Regions from separate parts of the Mus musculus genome. Here region 2 is linked to region 1. A link is a contact called in public HiChIP or PLAC-seq data. All regions are on one chromosome and are shown on one strand. The core of a region is the stretch at or near the end of the contact, and the rest is flanking DNA. Distances in the headings are between cores, read along the strand shown.

Evidence for each region. HiChIP or PLAC-seq counts read pairs in DNA pulled down with a chosen protein or histone mark.
Region 2: an H3K4me3 HiChIP or PLAC-seq map of bone marrow-derived macrophages shows a contact between it and region 1, with 4 times the contacts expected there. The contact joins the enhancer-like site here to the promoter of Dock11 in region 1. A contact is called at or near these places in 10 of 39 promoter capture datasets (the C10 cell line, the HPC-7 cell line, cranial neural crest and 7 more), 10 of 484 Hi-C or Micro-C datasets (LSK cells, the STO cell line, Sertoli cells and 7 more), 13 of 115 datasets of contacts at active chromatin or transcription factors (the 230-238 cell line, the NIH/3T3 cell line, bone marrow-derived dendritic cells and 8 more) and 4 of 9 other capture datasets (adipose tissue, liver, macrophages and 1 more).

Annotation. Positions count from the first base shown.
Region 1 is chrX:35,887,425-35,890,600 of GRCm38.p6, reverse strand. It overlaps Dock11 (dedicator of cytokinesis 11), which reads right to left and starts at 1,769. Exons shown (of 53, transcript NM_001009947.3): 1 at 1,569-1,769. The coding sequence starts at 1,670.
Region 2 is chrX:35,951,531-35,954,607 of GRCm38.p6, reverse strand. All of the region lies in intron 6 of Dock11 (dedicator of cytokinesis 11), which reads right to left. Among named protein-coding and RNA genes, the nearest start is that of Dock11, 64 kb to the right of the region's middle. Within about 2 kb of position 1,722, at least 11 of the 459 cell types and tissues checked have an H3K27ac peak or open chromatin away from gene starts, as enhancers often do. A contact at or near this core is called in the HPC-7 cell line and bone marrow-derived macrophages, where this site is marked.

The DNA of each region.
Region 1 (3,176 bases), core at 520-3,019:
ACAGGTTCTGGCTCCAAATCTGGGTGAAATATACAATAAGCCAAATCCATTAAGACAACATTAAAGGTCTGGGTTTAGCCTCACCAAGCAGCAGGATTAAACTTCAAGGGTCCAGCCATGATAAAGACATTTCTTTAAAGTCCCTTGGCTCTGCACAGTTGCAGCTATTAGAAATCCGATTTTTATCTCAAAGGTACATATTTTACCTTTGATCCTCTTCCAGAATTCCCACTAATGTCAACTTTCCCCACTGTTAGGATCAGGCCCCTTGCCTTGCTTTAATGTTGGTTTTATTGCCGATTCTACAAGATCAACATAAAAATTACAGGGAAAAGCTGCGAGGTTCCCTTCCCAGGATAAGTTGTGCTAACAAAAAGCTCTCTCTTAAGTGCGGAGATTTAAACACAGCGAATGACATGAAATAATATAGGAGTGGAAAGAGACAAAAGCCAGCAAATCTCCTGCAAAACAAAGTAACAAAAAAGCACGCTAATGATTTAGTCCCACTGCTTATTTAAGGTTTGGTCCCTAGTCCAAAAAATTGGCAATGGGAGCCTTTAAAAGCAAAGGAGCAAGTGCCCCTTACCATCCAAGGCTTCCCTCCAGATTTAGACCATCTGAACAGGACTGATGAGGGTGCGCTGGCGTGCGGGGGAGGGGTGGTTCCCCGAGGGGGGTGTCAGAACACTCTCCAATCCCCATCCCCCAGCTCTACCCGCCGCCAAGACATCCCCAATAGTCTACGTAGGCGTCTGGTTCTAGGGTCTTCATCCTTACACAGCAACATCCAGTCCTTCCCACATCCTCTTGCCTCCAATCGCTCACAAGTCTTAAGAACCATCCTCTCCCAGAGGATACAGACTCAAAACCCACTCAGGCGCAGACCCACCCCCGTTGTTTCCAATCCTCTCCCTCTGTCTTAGTTGGCAGTACCCCTCAACACCCATCACCACCCTCCCTCTCCCCAGTAGCAGGAGGAAGTCGCTATGCTTCCTCTGTCCACATCGCCCGCCAGAGCTTGGGCGCCCTGGGCTTTTGGGTGGGGTTTTTTGTGTGTGTAAGTGAGTGTGTGTGTGTGCGCGCGTGTACCCGATGTGTATCCGCACTCAAGTATATCTGTGCTCATCGCATCCTTCCGCCTAGGCTGCCCCAGGTGCCCTCTTAAAGGGATCCGGATCTCCTCGTGCCCTAATCTCCAGCTCTTTGTGCGGGGGTCCGGGGGAGCGGGAGGTGCGATCTGAAGCTTTCAGCCGCCCCCGCTGGGGTGGAGACCCACTCTCCGGCCGCAGCTCTGTGAAACCCGCTGTGCCATTCAGCTTCCAGCCCAGCGCAAGCTGGTGGGGTAGCCAGAGCGCTGTCCCGTGGCGCCTGAGACTCCCACCCCCAGGCAGCCGGTTGCCAGAGCGAAAACTTAAGTAGAACAGAGGAAAAAGAGAGCTCCTAGCGCTCGACCGCAGCTGCGCCCATCCTGCCCGTGGTCTCCAGCGCGCGCGCGGGAAGCCACCGCGCTGCTCCCGGTGTGAGCGAACCCCCCCCCCCCCGGGACTCCCCGTCGCTCGACCACTCACCAGCACCACGGAGCCCCGCACGGCCTCCGACACGCTCTGGCGGAGCTCGGCTGCCGTGCCTGGCTTGCTCAGCCGCTTGGTGAATTTGCGCACTTCGGCCATGGCAGAGGTGGCGGGCAGGTCTCGGCGGGAGCGCTCAGTGCCCCGGGCCCGGGCGGCCGCTGCTGCTGCTGCTGCCTGTGTTTACACGCCGACGGGCCGGCCACATCTCAGCTCGCCGCCCCGCGCCCAGCTCCCGCGGCTCCTCCTCCCGCGCGCCGCTCCTCCCTCTTTCCCTCCTTTTTGCTCTAGCTTTTGCAGGCTCTGGGTCCTGCCGGGCGGCGGCGGCTGCTCCCTCTCACCAAGGGCCCCGACCTGAGTGGCCTAAGAAGGAGGGTGTGTCTCCTGGAGGGGGAGGGAGTGCTGGAGGTGGGGGCGAGGGTCACGCGGGAAGAGGGGGAAGTGGCAAGCACCCGGGCTCCGCCCGCAGCTGATGTTGCTGGTGCAGCCGCATCCGGGAGGCGAGATGAGGCTGCTTCTTTTTCCGAGTGTATGGCGCGGGAGGGGGTCAGAGGTGGGTGATGAAATGTCTCCAAGACTAGGGTGTGCTGGGGCCTCCAGAGACCTCTGCCTCCCTTAAGACTTCAGGAGCAGTGAGGCGGTGGGAAAAATCTCACTTGCCCCCAACCTGCAAGCCCCTGGGTCCCAGGCGGCTAGAGGCTGGGAAACAACATGGAAGCAGCATGCTCCTATTGTGTACTCAGCCTGGTTGGGTCTGCCCTATGTCAAAGGAAGGAAGAGCGGGTTTGCTGCAGGAAAGACTTGTCTGGGTCTGTACCCAACCCCCTTCATTTCCCCACCCAGGCATCCACTTCATAGGGCAACCAGGGGACAGGCTTCTAGAAGTGAGTCTTACCCAGGCAGGGATAGCTGGGTGGTGAGAGACCCCAGAGCCTTTGATGAATTGTGTGGTTCTGCAGTGATTCCAGAAGGAGTGGCCCTAGTGCTCACTGGGAAGGCTTTTGGAGGACCTATCAATCCTCTAGCTTTTACCTGTGCTCTGCAACCATCTCACCCTTTCCTTAATTTCCCCAGAACATCTGACTAGGTGTAAAGCATGCATGCTTAGACACAAACAAGGCCTTAATTCTGAAATGAAAGGCCCCACTTCATTTTTTTTTGTTTTGTTTTAAGTTTGAAATGGCCCATCACCAGGGGTCTAATCCTTTTTGAGGATTTCTACCGGTGCCCAAATGGCACTTTCCACACTTCTCAGGCCTTCAAAGAGCACACAGTCACACACCTACACAAGGACTTTGTTATGGAAACAAGAGCATGGGAATGGACTCCAGGAACCCAGAAAAGACCAAGTCTCCTAGCAGCAAGCCCATTTGGCCACCTTCTCATTGATCCTGATAAGGCACAGATGGAGGGTTCCTCCAGGACCTGGGACATGGAAGGGCTCTAAGGGACAGGCATTATCCTGCATGTTGACCTCACTCTGTGTGTGTGTGTGTGTGTGTGTGTGTGTGTGTGTGTGTGTGTTGGGGGTCGGGGTGGAAACTGTTACCTGCAGGTGGATCAGCACAAATTCATGCTATGTGTTCAATGAATGGTGAATATTTGTGT
Region 2 (3,077 bases), core at 473-2,972, 64 kb before region 1:
GGTGAGACACAAGTGAAAGGATTACAAGTTAAGGACCAGTCTGGGGTTGCATTGTGCAACTCTTGTCTCCAAGGAAAAGGGGGGAGCATGAGTCACGGTAAGTCTCACAAGTATAATGGTGTAAGGATGCAAAGATAGAAGGAACAGTAAAGAAGAAAACCCCAAAACATTATGAGAAAACTAACTGACACTTAGTTAAACTAGGATGGCAAAAGCATTGTCTTTCTGGAGACCCCCTTCCAGAAAGCTGGCACCCTATAACTCATCTCTTTCCGTATCATCATACACTCCTGTCCCATTTTAATAGATTTCATAATTCTACGCTATGGGAAACTGGGTTCAAAATAAAGTAATTTTTTCTCTTTTCCTGAATAATTCTATCATAGCTGAGCACTGGAGATTTTTAAGATGAATCTGAAGCAAACCATGAAAGAAGGCAGCTACAATCCTCCCTTGTCATTGTGGACACATTATTTTCTCATACTTATTTCAATGGTGGTCTTGCTCAACTTCTTGCTATCCTCGCCTCCTGTTTCTTCCTCCTTCTCCTTTCCTCCCTCCCTCCCTCCCTCCCTCCCTCCCTCCCTCCCTCCCTCCCTCCCTCCCTTCCTTCTTTCCTTCCTTCCTTCCTTCCTTCCTTTTCTTCCTTGGAGACAGACTCTCCCTCTACAGCCTAGACTAGCCTCAATCTCACGGTGATATTCCTGCTCTAAGGTTCCCAAGTACTGGCCTACAGGCAAGAGCCTACAAACCCAACTTTTTTTTTTTTTTGATGGTGCCATGTTTCTGGCATGATCAGGCTCACATGTCAGATCCTGGCCTCTTATAATCCTCGTACTATAAAATAACAATGACTGGCATGCTTTCCTGCCTTAGTGTCTCTGAGTGATCTGCTCATGTCCACTCACACAGTGCTATGTGCTCATCACTATCTTTATCTCCACATCAGCAAAAGAGAAACTGGCGCATAGGAGGATACTCAGGAATCAATCAACTTAACCTAGCATGGCTACCAGTGCTCATCTAGCACATGATTTTTATATACCATACCCACACTTACTCTCCTTAGGGACTCCCTTCCTTCAAGGCTTGGTTTTATCAGACCCCATGCTCATGGAGTTGGTATTGGGGCACCCATTAAAAAACTATTTTTATGCTGTGTCTCACATCTCCAACGAGGTCCTTAGCCTTAAGGGTCACATGTGATGCTTCTATCTTCCAGGATGTATAATAAAGTAGTCCTTGTATATATGGTGATGAATTTGATGATTCCTAAGAGTGTCTGGCATACAGGAAGCATCAAATAAGTGGAATTTGAGCAGTAGTCAGCAAATGAGTAGAAATTAAACAGAAAAGCAAATTAGTCAGAAACCCCCTGCCTATGATAAACAAGTATTAATCCATTTTGTTTACTGTAAGGTGCAGTCTAGTAAATTGGAGCATTCAAATGGAGTAGCAAATCAAAGTAATAGATCTTATCCCTCTTTTGTTCCAATACACACAGTGACCTTGAACTCCTAGCAATTACTTTCATATTGGATGTGCTTTCTTGGATGAAATCCTCTTTTGATTTGCTGCTTTCTCCCTAGCAAGAAGAGAATTATCCTTCAGCAGTCAAAGAGTAATAAAGACTTCTGGGCTCTGGATGTATAACAAATGGCTCTCTTTTGTAGGGAAAAAAAAAAAAAAAAGGAAGGGCACCCGAAGTGAGTCATACATCAGACAGTTGAACTTGCAACCCCGATAACACAGCAAGGCACTTCAACATTTAATTGCTGAGAATGGGGAGTAGAAAGCCTAAGGAATGTGATCAAAACTGAGCCAAGAAAATGCACAAAGGTGGGTGTCCCAAGGCTTAGCCAAGAATATGCAACTCTTTTAAACTAAAAACCACCCTCAAGATCAAATTTTTTCCTTATTCCATATATCATTATGCTTCTTAGGAAAAATAGTTCTAAATACCAGGGGAAGGCCATGCCCGATAGCGCAGCTATCTAGTCCACATTAATTTTACTCAGTGATAGGGAACAAGTTGAATAAAGCAGATGTCTCTAGCAGCTACTTAAGAAAGATAATCCAACCAAATAGGCTTCTCTTGGGACTGCAGTTTCTGCCTAAGTGATCATAGATTCTCTATGATTATCTTCAGCTTCTCTCCAGTTCTTTTCCAGGAATTGAAATGGGGTGGTTTCTCACTAGCTAGAAAGCACAAACTGAGGAAATTGCTCACTGTAATAAAGCGTGTCCTGTCTTAACATGACTGCTCACAACAAGGCAATTTACAAGTGCTGGAAATTTAAAAAAAAATTCACTGTCTCCAGACAACAATCAGCGCCTTTGCCTTTGCAAGAGCTGTGTGAGGCCAGCATCCTCCTTAAGGAGAGGAAATGCTTGGGCACTGTGACTCTGTAGAGTGACTGTGTCTCACTGTGAAGCTAGATACATCATTAGCAGCTCTTTCACTGCCTGTATGTCTCCGTGATACTTTGTTGGCAGATAATGAGGTTACCCAGAAAGCACTTTGGGGAAGATAATGACAATTGCAGTGAATGGTATTGACTAAACTTAACTGTTCTGGGCTGGTGCGGGGGAACAATACACTGGGGAAAAAATAATTTTTATTCCAGCATTAAGAACTCAGCAAAGTCTATGTGCCAGCCCTTCTTTTCTGTAGGGTCCATCACAATCAACTTAAACGATGTGACAGAGTTCTGGCAGTTACAACAGGAGGTTTAATTTTTGAAAGTAGTCCAGGCATAATTTGCATTGGCTGCGTTGTTGATATTGCATAAGGCTGCATGGTTGCTTTCTCAAATGATCACAAAAATAACTAGTTTTCTGATTCCTTTTGTAAATCAACTGAACTATGCTGGGTATCTTCTGACCTTTTCGCATTTTCCTCTTATACCTTCATTCATGATTCTCTTATTTGTGACAGCTCAAAGGTCTTAGAAGATCTTTTATCCTAGGGCTTGGGACAAAGAGACAAGTGGATCTCTGAGTTTGAAGCCAGCCGGACATACAGTGTGAGTTACAGGACTACACTGAGAAATCCTGTCTCAGGAAAAAAGCAGAAG